3 separate regions of the Mus musculus genome follow, and all the other regions are linked to region 1. Evidence: chromatin contacts called from public HiChIP or PLAC-seq data. All regions are on one chromosome and are shown on one strand. The core of a region is the stretch at or near the end of the contact, and the rest is flanking DNA. Distances in the headings are between cores, read along the strand shown. Region 1 has its middle 24 kb from the start of Plk2. Region 2 has its middle 52 kb from the start of Gm33172. Region 3 has its middle 10 kb from the start of 4930526H09Rik.

Region 1 (3,924 bases), core at 635-3,134:
ACAAAAAGTTGGGATCCATTGTCCTGATAACTTTGGCTAAAGAAGAAGTCTAGTACATCCCTCCAGGAAACCTAGATCATATGAAAAAGGATAATCTACCCTTGCCTCGACCTCACTGTCATGGCCTCTGACTCACGAAAGAGAAAAGTTTTTGTTTGCTTTGTTTTGCTTTTCTTGAATGAATGTCAGACATCCCAGGTCCACCAAAATAATTCTTAAAACTGGGAGGCCACACACTTGCCACTTAGAAAGAGTTACTTAGTAAATATTTCTTGATTATGCACTGACTCCTCTGGAGTCAGATCACCTGGAAGCATTCAACCGAAGCCTTAGAGAACAGAAACAAGGCAGATTTCTGGAGCTTTCTGCTAACCAGATGTCGCAACCAGTGGGCTAGGGTTCAGTGAGAGACTGTGTCTCAAAAAATAAGACTGAGGACCATGGAGATAGATACTTGACTCCAACCTCTGGCTTGTGCACTTGTGCATCAGCATATAAAAATATGCATACAAATGTGAACACAATACTCCCTTCCCTCCTCTATTACACACACACACACACACACACACACACACACACACACACACATCAAAATACCAAAGCCAAAATACCAATCAGAACGGCCTCCCTTTTAGTTCACCTGAATTCTGACTTTACTGTTTGGAATTTCAGAGATCTTTTAAAACCTTCTCAGGGTTTGTTTTTATTGATTTCCTCATCTTAATGAGGAGTACATTAATATACTATGATACAAATTGTAGGCTTTCTATAAATACTGGTGATGATGGTGGTTATTGTAGAGACCAGCAGCATCATGTGACTCTGCTTCTGAACTTACCAAAGCCTGCTGGCTACAGTAGACTAAACTAGAGTGTCACATGCGGGGCTTCCAGGGGAGAAGGGACACCTAATGTCAGAGTGTTGAAAAACAGCAGGAAATGAAGGTCACAGAAAGATACTGTGAGTCTTTGACTTGCCACTAACATTCATAGAATCAGAAAGTTCAAATAGCCACAGGAGAAGACCATCCAAGTTCACAGCTGTAAGTTGTACAAAATAAAGGATTAAAAGTCTTCAGCTGTTCTCTGGAGAGCTTATGCACTGGCGTGGTAATGGCAAAGGGATAATCATGTGACTTTGTATTGCCTTTGCTTCCAAATTTTGTATATGCTGTTATGGACCAATTCTAACGCAAGGAGTTTAAGGACAGGAAACTCCTTCTTATCCATGCCATTAGACACAGAGAAATGCCAGAGACAAAAAAATAAAAAAATAAAAAAATAAAAGATATTCTAATGTATTACTAAATATCAGATATTTGCTCTTGGTGAATTATGTAGGCATCTGCCCAGCCAGCTACTTCTATGAATTGCTATTGCAACTTTGTTATACACATGCAGCAGCTTCCACATGTAACCTTGTAATGCAACCACTGGTCAATACCCATTTCCTCTCCACACGGAGATAGGAGGTATAAGTTAAAACAGTGCTCGGTCCTTAATGAAGTTTCATTACATATTAATTCATTGCATATGAACAAATGTATCAAGGTAGCTGATTTTTGTTATTCAGTCTATATTATTTTACATGCATAGACATCTGTAATGACTGAAAGCTCAACTCAGACAGAGAAAGAAGGAAGGATCAAACAAATAAAAATGGAATGACTTGTTTAATGGCTTCAAAGAAGTCCTTGGAATGTTTCTGTGAAACAAAGGCATCAAAAGCAAATGTTGACATTTCTACAGAGGTTGACTGGCAACATTGTGGCCATGGCCTTCTGCCTAACCCAAAGAGAAGACGATCTTATCTCCTACTCCCACAGTGGATTGGGAAGTCTCCACTTCTCAGTGGGTGCAGGACCTGGGACCTGCTCTGACATCATCGGTGATGAATCACTGGATCCGTTTGGCACCACAGCTCTGCAGATTGGCACGCCAAACTCTTTGAGGCTTCTTAAAGAAGTGGTGTTTTACATTTGTAAGAGCATGGCATGTGCGTCTGTTTTAGTTGAGAGGTGGTTGAACTTTGGGAAATGTAGCTTTTTTCAAAAAAAACTGTGGGGCAAACACTCTTCACTGAGACAGCTGCTAAATCCTACTGGGTAAAAGGTGACAGTTTACCATGCTACGACTACCAAGAAAATCATGAAAAAGTCAGCAGCTAGAACTGATATTATCTGGTTTTTAACTCCTCCTACCTTTTTGTGCTTTTGTTTGTTTGTTTTGTTGTTGTGTGTGGCTCTTCTAAAAGGGAACTAGTCCACTAGTTAGTGCTTAGTGTTTCCTGGATTGTAGCTATACTTTAGAAACATAGACGAAGTTGGAGACAGTATGAGGGGATAATATCAGTACTAAGTTGCTAATTGTTCCAGAGAGGGACGAGTCCTGAGTGGTCATGCGGTTACTCCAGCGGCTGCCTTCAACAGTGTTGGTGTAAGGAAATAGTGCAAGAAGCTCACTATGGATATTATAGGACCCTGCCTCACATTCCTCACAGATTTGCAATTCTTCACAGGCTTTATTTTTCTATCTTCCATAATGTTAAGGAAGATGAATCTAATGTAAGTTTTCCTCACAAAAAATTAGTTTCTCCTCCAATGTCTAATTTAAAATGGACACCCTGAGGAGCTCAAAGGTTCACAACTAGGGAAAGATAATGTTTGATGGCACAGGCCCTTCCTATAGGTAGCTTTGAAGTGCTGAGCAGACAGCATGATGCACTCTAAGGAGAGAGAGAGGACTGAGGATCAGTGCTGTGAAAACATCTACTCATTAATCACCCGGAGCCAAGGAATTTCATTCATTATATGTGTGCCTTTCTGTAAGATTCGGGAATCTATGACTAACTCCTTGCACTTACTGTAAGGCCTGAATAAGATGTGTAATAGCATCGAGCTCGTTTTGCCTTGAGGCAGCTTTTCCTATGACACAGCTCTCCTTGCTTCCTTTTCAGTGGATAGGAGGCGTGTCTAGTCTACAAAGTTAAAAAAAATTCATTATATGCATATGATAAATAATAAAGACCAGGGAAAGGATCAGGAAATGCATTATGAAATCAGAAACATCAAAATTATTTCAAATATCAGTAATTCATCTATCTGCTTGGAAAGAATGAGTCAACACTCCACTTGAGATATAGCTTTTTCAAATGTGTTGGATTTCAGTATAAATCCTGGCTTTTCAGGTTCCCATCCTTGTCTTCTTCGTGCACTATGTATGCAGCACTGAGTTCTGTGGACACAGAGCACACACACAGGCACTGCCCAGCACCCACAAGCCCCCTGGGAAACAAGGATAATTTAGAGTCTTCATATGAGCGTCGCCATCCTTCAGCCTTCTCTGACCTCTCCCTCCCCCTACGCACACCTTCAGAACGTGTTTCTATCATTTCTATCTGCCTACTCTTAGAAATGCCAGGCTCAGCTTTCTCTCGCCTTCAAGATGGAAATCTGCACGGTGACTGTGAAGACACTTATAACTAATCTAAATAATTGCGTGAAATCATAACTCACAAGGACCATTTTCTCCTTGTAGGAAAATGCTTCTGCTCGCTTTTCCAAATCTGATTGAACAGCACAGCACCTCATGTGGTCCTTGATCGTGATCCCAGGAGGATCCCTCTGCCATGTTGAGACTTAGGGCGTTGGTGAAGAAGAAACCCGTGGAGGAAACCTTTTAACACTAATGTGATGCTCAGAGCAATTCACTGCTTCTTATTATCCTACGAGTTCTACCAACAGTGAGAGACACAGCGACATCTCAATCTTTAAAATAACATTTATTTTTGACTTTCAAAATGCAGCACGTGCTCCTGACTTTTTAGGTGTCTCCTTGCTCCCTCTCAAGTCTTTACTACAAGACTTTCTTCCCATATTTCAAGTGTTGACCATCTTCAAAGTAGAACCCAGCACACACCTATGTC
Region 2 (3,921 bases), core at 671-3,170, 320 kb after region 1:
GGAGAGAAGGCAGAGTATGAAGAGAAGCAGCATTCACTAAGACCTGTCACTGCAATCGGCAGACTTGGATACACGTGAGAGCGGTACTTCTCAGCCTTGTTAATGCTGTAACCCTTTAACACAGTTCTTGTGTTGTGGCAACCCCCAAGCATAAAATTATTTTCGTTCCTACTTCTTAATAGTGATTTTGCTGTTAAAAATTGTAATGTAAATATTTTTAGGTCTAGAGGCTTATCAAAGGGGTCATGACCCGCTGCAGAGGGGAGTGGGCCATTAAGTCTGTCTTACCACACACGTCTGCTCCTCTTGCCTTCTTTTTCCACGGCCTTTCCCTGTGGTTGACTTCTTGGGAATGACATATACCTTGTTGCCCTGGTGATGTTAAAGTAGCTACTGTAAGAAATGCTACTGTAAGTTGCAATATAGACTTGGTGCTGCACTAGTTGTTACTGTTATTCAGTTGCTACTTTATAAATACACCAAAGATGCATTTTATTCCTTTTGTTCTAAGGAGACCTTTTTAGGAAATCTTGTTAGTTGTGTTATTGGCGTTTTCACTTTGAAAAGGAAATGTAAAACACAGAACAAGGAGAGTCTTGCCTGCATCCAAGAGCACAAATGGCCAGTATTCTGTAAGCAAAAACACTCTTGGTTTTAGAGACATAGAACACAGAATTGGGGGGGGGGGGTGCCATCTATCAATTCTGAGTCCCAGCAACTGTAGGGTGTGTAAAATAGCAAAACATATGAAAATAGGAAAAATTTCAGTGACTAGACTAGTTACATCATTTCTGGCCTACCTTGTGAAGTTGTGTTCAGGTCAACACACACATCTGCCAGTTTTTATTATGTTTTATTAAATAATAATAAATAACATGTGCCTCCAGAGATTATTTTCAAGTTATTTCAAGGAAGCCTTAACTCAGCAACTTCTGGGATGATATGTGATTATCTTTTAGCAGTGTTTTCAATTATCAACCCAACAGCATGTGGGGAAACTCAGCATTGTGAGGAGATAAAAATATGGCCCAAGTGAAACTAACAGTATATTTCAAAAAGCCCAGATATAATCATCTCATTGACATTTTACTAAAGTTTTCTTAACTCCCCCTGACCACCCAATAACTCAAAATTTTTTCTTCTTGCTTCTTTTCTATATAAATTGTAGTGATGTCTACAATTCTATAATTTCCAACTTCTAAACATAGTGTAATGTTTTAAGGTTGAAGAAAGGGAATGTTAAATTAGGATAATTCTCGGCTTCTTATATCTTTGCTTACTCAAGTATTTTGGTAGTTATTTTCTTGTCTAAAATTTATTTTATTTTTGAGATTTAACATAATGATAACATTTTCTCTTCTTTTTCTTCCCTTCAAACCCAATTATATAATATACTCCTCTTTGCTCCCTTTCAAATCTGAGCTACAGATGTGTAAAAATACTTCTCTTTTAAAAATCTTTTCAACACAACATGACAGAAATGAAGGCACAGGGTCTAACAGATGGACTACTAGATGAAGGTGTTTGCCACAAAACTAGAGGTACATTGTGGTCAGCAGATCCACACTGTTCTCTGCTCTCTCTCTCTCTCTCTCTCTCTCTCTCACACACACACACACACACACACACACACACACACACACACACACACACACACAGGAATGCAATAAAAAAGAAGAAATGAAGTCCAGTGACATGTGAAGTTAATCAAAGTGGGAATTAGTCTGACATCTTCATTCCGTATTTCTCTTTGCTCTGATTTTAGAAAACTCTGAGAAGGTTGGCAAGTTGCCAGGCAGAACGATACTTGGTGTGTTCTGAACTGTGAGGGTTGACTGTGTACACAGCATGAGCACTACTGGCTTACAGGACTATGTGCGACATTAGGCATCCTTGAGGATTTCAGCCCTGTCCCTTGTCCTGGCATTGGTGACTAAGATCCTCTACTGAGCATTGTTGCCAAATGAGTAACGTTCTATAAGTCTAACCACAGAGCCCTGAAGCAGAATTACTTAAACGTACTTACCATCCACAGAATCATTGCTGCAAATATGGTAGACAATACAGCCTGTTCTCTCACCTCACATGCCTCACAAGAAAAATTAGCGGGGCCTGCAGTTTAATGAACTCAGAATTGAACTCTACCTCTAAGTAAATGTCACCAGCAAGAGATATGTTCCCTTCACCCAGAGAAACTCAGTAATTGATTTTCTTCTGAAATAACAATATTTGATCTCGTGGTGGGTAGAAGAAGCAGTTTTTAAATTTCTCAATAAAACTATGACTCTCAAAACTCACTGGATAACATTCTTGCAGAGGTCATGTCTGTGTAACAATAATAAAGAATTATAATATTACCTTGGAAGGAAAATACTAATCACATTGGCATCAAATACTTAGGAAGAAATTTCATGGGATGTTATTTGTTTTAAGCTTTGAATAGTAGTTATATTTCATAAATATGTACAAGTACACACACACACATACACACATATATCTCAATTCAAAATATTTCAAAATGTTTTCTTGATCTATGGATTATTTAGATTTCTTTTTTTAAAAGCACATTTATTTTTTATCCATACTTTATCCATATTTTTATTGGATATTATATATATATATATATATATATATATATATATATATATATATATATATGTGTGTGTGTGTGTGTGTGTGTGTGTGTGTGTGTGTGTGTGTATTTGACTATATAAAGAAATTTATGTAGGTAAAGAGATGCCCTTGCTCTTAAAAGTGCTTTTTGCCCTTGTAGAGAACTTGAATTCAGTTCTCCACATACACATCAGGCTTCTCACAGTCATCTGTAGCTCAGGCTCCAGTGAATCTATCACCCTCTTCTGGCCCTTGTTAGTCCCTGCATACACACAGCGCTCTCTCTGTCTCTCTGTCTCTCTGTCTCTCTCTGTCTCTCTCTGTCTCTCTTTGTCTCTGTCTCTGTCTCTGTCTCTGTCTCTGTCTCTCTCTCTCTCTCTCTCTCTCTCTCTCTCTCTCTCACACACACACACACACACACACACACACACATAAAACCAAATGTTAAAGAAAGGTACTTAATATGGGTTTAATAATATTCCACAACTTAAAAATTTTTAAATATGCTCTCATTGTTATTCAATTTAAGGTATTTTTTTAGTTTTTAAAAGTATTTTTTGTTACTTGTATGTTTGCATGTCTGTGAGTGAGTGTGCACTTGAGTTCAGATATTCTTAGAAGCCAAAAGAGAGTAGCATTTTCCCTGGAGCTGTAGTCAGATGGGGCTATGAGCCATCTGACTGGGGTGCTGAGAACCAAACATGGGTCTTATCTAAGAGCAGCACTCATTCACCTAACCACCGAGCCATCTCTCAATTCAAAATATTTCAAGATGTTTTCTTGATCTATGTATTATTTAGATTTCCTTTTTAAAAGCACATTTATTTTTATCCATATTTTATCCATATTTTTATTGGATATTTTCTTTATTTACATTTCAAATGTTATCCCCTTTCCAGGTCTCCCCTCTGGAAACCCCCATCTCCTTCCCCTCCCCCTTCCTCTATGAGGGTGCTCCCCTACCCACTCACCCACTCCTGCCTTCATGCCCTGGCATTCCTCTATTCTGGGGCAACGAACCTCCACAGGACCAAGGACCATTCCTTTCACTGATGTCCAACAAGGCCATCCTCTATAAATGTTTATGTCCAGTGATACTTAATTTCTAAACTTATAGAGCACTGCATTAGAGATTTTTAGCTGAAATTCATTGTGTGCAAAGGCCATAGTCTTTTATATTCATGAAGACATTCAATGACCTAGGATATGATATGGTTTGGCAAATTTTGATCTGTAGTTGAGTATGTATTCAAATATGAATATAACTATTTACATGTGGTTTAAAATTCAAATAAATATTTGCATATT
Region 3 (4,005 bases), core at 876-3,375, 500 kb after region 1:
GTGGTAGGAGAATTGAATAGAGTTGTGACCAACAGGGACTGCTGTTTTACAATATAATCTTAAATATTTGGCATGCACATTTTCAATCGCCAATGCCCTGTTTTTGCAAGGAGTGCCCAGCTACAGTCCGGAGCCTAGCACTCAGCTCAGTTAGCATCCTTGTTTTGTTTTGCTTTTTCACATATTTACCGCTGTCACAGTGACTGACCTCTAAGTCCTCATTACATGTTTTCTAAATGACGAATGAATGAGTCACGAAGTTCACACATTGAGTCATCAACAAAATCTTCGGGAGGAAAAAAAAAATAGAGGGATCAGTCTGTTGCCTTAGATTTTCCAAAGGAAGGAAGGAATGCCCCTTCATTCAGTAGCACCGTTTGGAAGCACCCATGGCCCATCTTCAGTAACTTTTATGGAGACAGTGAAGCTGAACAAAGGAGTTATCAATGGGAAATCGGGTACCTGCTCCAGTGTTACAACTTATGAAATATGAGAATTACGTTCAATTTTTAAAACTCCCCTAAAATACGTGACAGGCAAATGGAATGAATAGGAGCAACTCATTTTTTTTAAAAGATTTATTTATTTTATGTACATGAGCACACTGTATCTGTCTTCAGACATACCAGAAGAGAGCTTTGGATCCCATTACAGATGGCTGTGAACCACCATGTGGTTGCTGGGAATTGAACTCAGGAACTCTGGAAGAACAGTCAGTGCTCTTAACCACTGAGCCATCTCTCCAGCCCCCATCAATTCTTATTCTTTTTTTTTTTCTGGTTAATTGTAAGAATCTTTTAAAAGATTCCTATTTATTGAAAAGGAGACAGAGTAACTCTTCTCTTCCTCCTTAGCCACCTCACATTTTTCTGTTGTTCCAATTAATGTGTGTATGTCCAGTTACATACAATATATAAACACATATGTACTAATACATTAATTAGCATATATGATAATTATCAATTATACATACATCCCTTAATTAGCATTCCCATTATTCTTTATAATTTTTTTCTTTTCTTTTTTATTAGATATTTTCTTGATATACGTTTCAAATGCCCTTTCCTGGTTTACCCTCTGAAAACCCACTATTCCCTCCCCCTTCCCCTGCTCACCAACCCCCCCCCCCCACTCCTGCTTCCTGTCCCTGGCATTCCCCTATACTGGGACATAGAGCTTTCACAGGGCGAAGGGTCTCTTCTCCCATTGATGACCGACTAGGCCATCCTCTGCTACATATGCAGCTGGAGCCATGAGTTCCACCATGTGTGCTCTTTGGTTGGTAGTTTAATCCCTGGGAGCTCTGGGGGTACTGATTAGTTCATGTTGTTGTTCCTCCTATGGGGCTGCAAACCCCTTCAGCACCTTGGGTACTTTTTCTAGCTCCTTCATTGGGGACCCTTAAAATAGTCTTTGCTGTCTCTATCGAACAGATGCTCATATTACCTTTCATGCCCTGTCTACTCTGCAGCCATACTACTGACCTAGTAGCATGATCCGTGCTGTGTTTATTCTTGGAAAATGTGACACATGAGAACACATATACTTATTCAGAATTTCCACAGCAGAAACTAGCAACTATCCCCTTTGAGAAAAACGAACACATTTTAGTTTTGTTATTATTCTGTCCACAGAGTTCTTTTTGAGTTTTCTAACCCTCACCTCTCTCCTCCATGCTATCATCAAGACTAATTAGATTAAGGGAGAGATCTGCACAGATTCTTTCTCCTCCCACACTTGAATTCGTGCTGCTGTTATAATGATCCCCCCCCCACACACACACACACTTGCCATTACTACAATTTTTCAGTGATGCTCAGAACAGACCATAAGCAGGGTACCAGCACCATAGGCCTATATCTTTCTTGTTTGTTGAAATGTATAGCCAGGAAACAGCATGAACGGACTGAAGAGTGCATTTGAACAATTCAGATAGCATGTCCCGTTAAAGAAAATTTTTATCAACAACCACACACACTGTGCAGCAAAGCTGGTGACTTGTGATGAGTAACCCTCTCTGAGACATAAATCTCAGCCAAACAGTAAAGGTTCATATGAAACGCAAGCCAAATCAACAGATGCCTGGCACCCGGCACTGAATGCCAGAAAATGGAGGCCCTGGTGGAATGTGTGAGGGAGAGAATTCCAGACACACGAGTCAGCCACAGAACAATCTTACCATTGCAGAGGATGGAGAAAGACTCATATGGAAAGTCCCAGGTGAAGAGTTCCAATGTAGCCAAACCCATTTCATTTTTAAAAACCTTCACGGATACAAGGATTTAAGGCATAAAATAACTAAGTGCTGAGTTGTGTTATTTCATATGAATAAACTAACAAAAGAGGATAAGAGTGGTGGCCACCCCACAGAAGAGTAGAATAATTTGATGGAGTCTGTTCTCTCTTCACATTGTATGATTCCTGGGGAATCAACTTTAGATTGTTAGACTTGCTAGCAAGCATCTTTAGCTGCTAAGCCATCTCTCTGGCCCTATGATTTGTAATATTAAAAAAAAAACTGTCAGCTGATATGTGCTTTGAATTACCTTCAGCCAATTTTGACTCGAAAGATCTTTAAGTCCTCTGTAGTATATAAGTCCTAGAACAATGTCCTACAGTGTTTAAAATTAATTGTAGCATGTATACACTTATTATTAAGCAGTTACCCAAATCATAACTCTGTAAATTTTATATGCTAACACTTCCAGTTATCTGAAAATGTGGGTTGCTTAGCTACCATATATGGAAAGGTCCCTCTATACCCACGCAAAAGTGTTTTAGAGACAGTACTTAGGAAATTCAGGCAAATAAGTCAACTGATTTTCCAATCAAGGTCCTTCTGGGAAGCATGCTGAAGAATGAAAGCTAAGTACCCACCGCCCCTCAGACGTTTCTCTAAGAACACAAATTATGTTTTTAATATTTCAAATCAGTCTAATGTATTAATTTAGCAAATAAAATATATTTTGTTTTGATATAAGTTCTCCCTATGTAGCCCAAGCTAGCTTGGAATTCATGATCCTCCTGCCTCAGCCTCCTGAGTACCAGTATTAGAGATTTACATAAGAACCCCTGATGCCACAATCTATTTCTAACTCCTTACAACTCTGAAATTCATCTGCTCACACAATATTCATCCAATAGTTAGTTCTTTGGTAGAAACTTTAGTTAGATATTGTTTATGACTGCGTTAAAGAATGTCTCCCTCAAAAATTCACTCACCAGGAACATGGAAATGTGACCTTATCTTGGAAGTAGAATTATTTAAATAATTTGATGAAAATGGATGTTGGATTAAAACCCTACCCTAAATCAACTTCAAGGAGGAAATATATAGATTCATTCATAGTTGTTTTGGACTCACAATAACATGTGTGTGGTGTGTCACAGGGGAGGCATATGGCAGAGATGGCCTCTTCATCTCATGACAATAGAGGAACATGTAGGTAGGAAAAATCTGGGGTTCCCAATGTTCCCTTCCATCACACCCACAAGAATGTAAATGCTTTCCACTAAGCTCAACCCCTTAGGGTTTCCACCAGTTCCCAACAGCTTGGCAGGAAAGCACCCAAATGTTAACAGACAGACATTGGGAGCACTTCAAGTCTCAACTGTAGAGCACACAGACAAAGAGAAAGAAGAATATGCTGAGTCTGAGAACCGAGATGTACATCATGAATCAAGGGCTGCTAGCCTCCACCAGAGCTAGAAAAGGCAGGAAATATATTCCTTCAGATAATTTAGAATGAATCTACCCTGGTAACACCTCAATTTTATATTTACAGCCTGCAGAGCCAAGAGAGGATAACTTTTTGCCATTTTGATTCACCTAGCCTGCAATGATTTGTTTAGAACTCCCTTAGAAAATTAATATGGCATCAAATTTATATTTCAACTAAGGCGTCAACCCTAAGTATACCCTAAGTATAGTATAGATTGAAGCTAACCCTAACATACATACATACATACATACATACATACATACATACTACACAGACAGAGTAA

Evidence for each region. HiChIP or PLAC-seq counts read pairs in DNA pulled down with a chosen protein or histone mark.
Region 2: a contact with region 1 is called in a CTCF HiChIP or PLAC-seq map of the NIH/3T3 cell line, with 7 read pairs. The contact joins two enhancer-like sites. A contact is called at or near these places in 1 of 15 datasets of contacts at CTCF or cohesin (the NIH/3T3 cell line), 4 of 484 Hi-C or Micro-C datasets (the AML12 cell line, adipose-derived mesenchymal stem cells, embryonic fibroblasts and 1 more) and 2 of 115 datasets of contacts at active chromatin or transcription factors (bone marrow-derived macrophages and pancreatic cancer cells).
Region 3: a contact with region 1 is called in a CTCF HiChIP or PLAC-seq map of the NIH/3T3 cell line, with 11 read pairs. The contact joins two enhancer-like sites. A contact is called at or near these places in 1 of 15 datasets of contacts at CTCF or cohesin (the NIH/3T3 cell line), 5 of 484 Hi-C or Micro-C datasets (bone marrow-derived macrophages, cerebral cortex and embryonic fibroblasts) and 3 of 115 datasets of contacts at active chromatin or transcription factors (bone marrow-derived macrophages, embryonic basal ganglia and pancreatic cancer cells).

The regions. Positions count from the first base shown.
Region 1 is chr13:110,416,962-110,420,885 of GRCm38.p6, forward strand. No RefSeq gene overlaps it. Among named protein-coding and RNA genes, the nearest start is that of Plk2, 24 kb to the left of the region's middle. Within about 2 kb of position 1,885, at least 30 of the 459 cell types and tissues checked have an H3K27ac peak or open chromatin away from gene starts, as enhancers often do. A contact at or near this core is called in the NIH/3T3 cell line and pancreatic cancer cells, where this site is marked.
Region 2 is chr13:110,733,866-110,737,786 of GRCm38.p6, forward strand. No RefSeq gene overlaps it. Among named protein-coding and RNA genes, the nearest start is that of Gm33172, 52 kb to the left of the region's middle. Within about 2 kb of position 1,921, at least 28 of the 459 cell types and tissues checked have an H3K27ac peak or open chromatin away from gene starts, as enhancers often do. A contact at or near this core is called in the NIH/3T3 cell line and pancreatic cancer cells, where this site is marked.
Region 3 is chr13:110,911,821-110,915,825 of GRCm38.p6, forward strand. No RefSeq gene overlaps it. Among named protein-coding and RNA genes, the nearest start is that of 4930526H09Rik, 10 kb to the left of the region's middle. Within about 2 kb of position 2,126, at least 46 of the 459 cell types and tissues checked have an H3K27ac peak or open chromatin away from gene starts, as enhancers often do. A contact at or near this core is called in the NIH/3T3 cell line and pancreatic cancer cells, where this site is marked.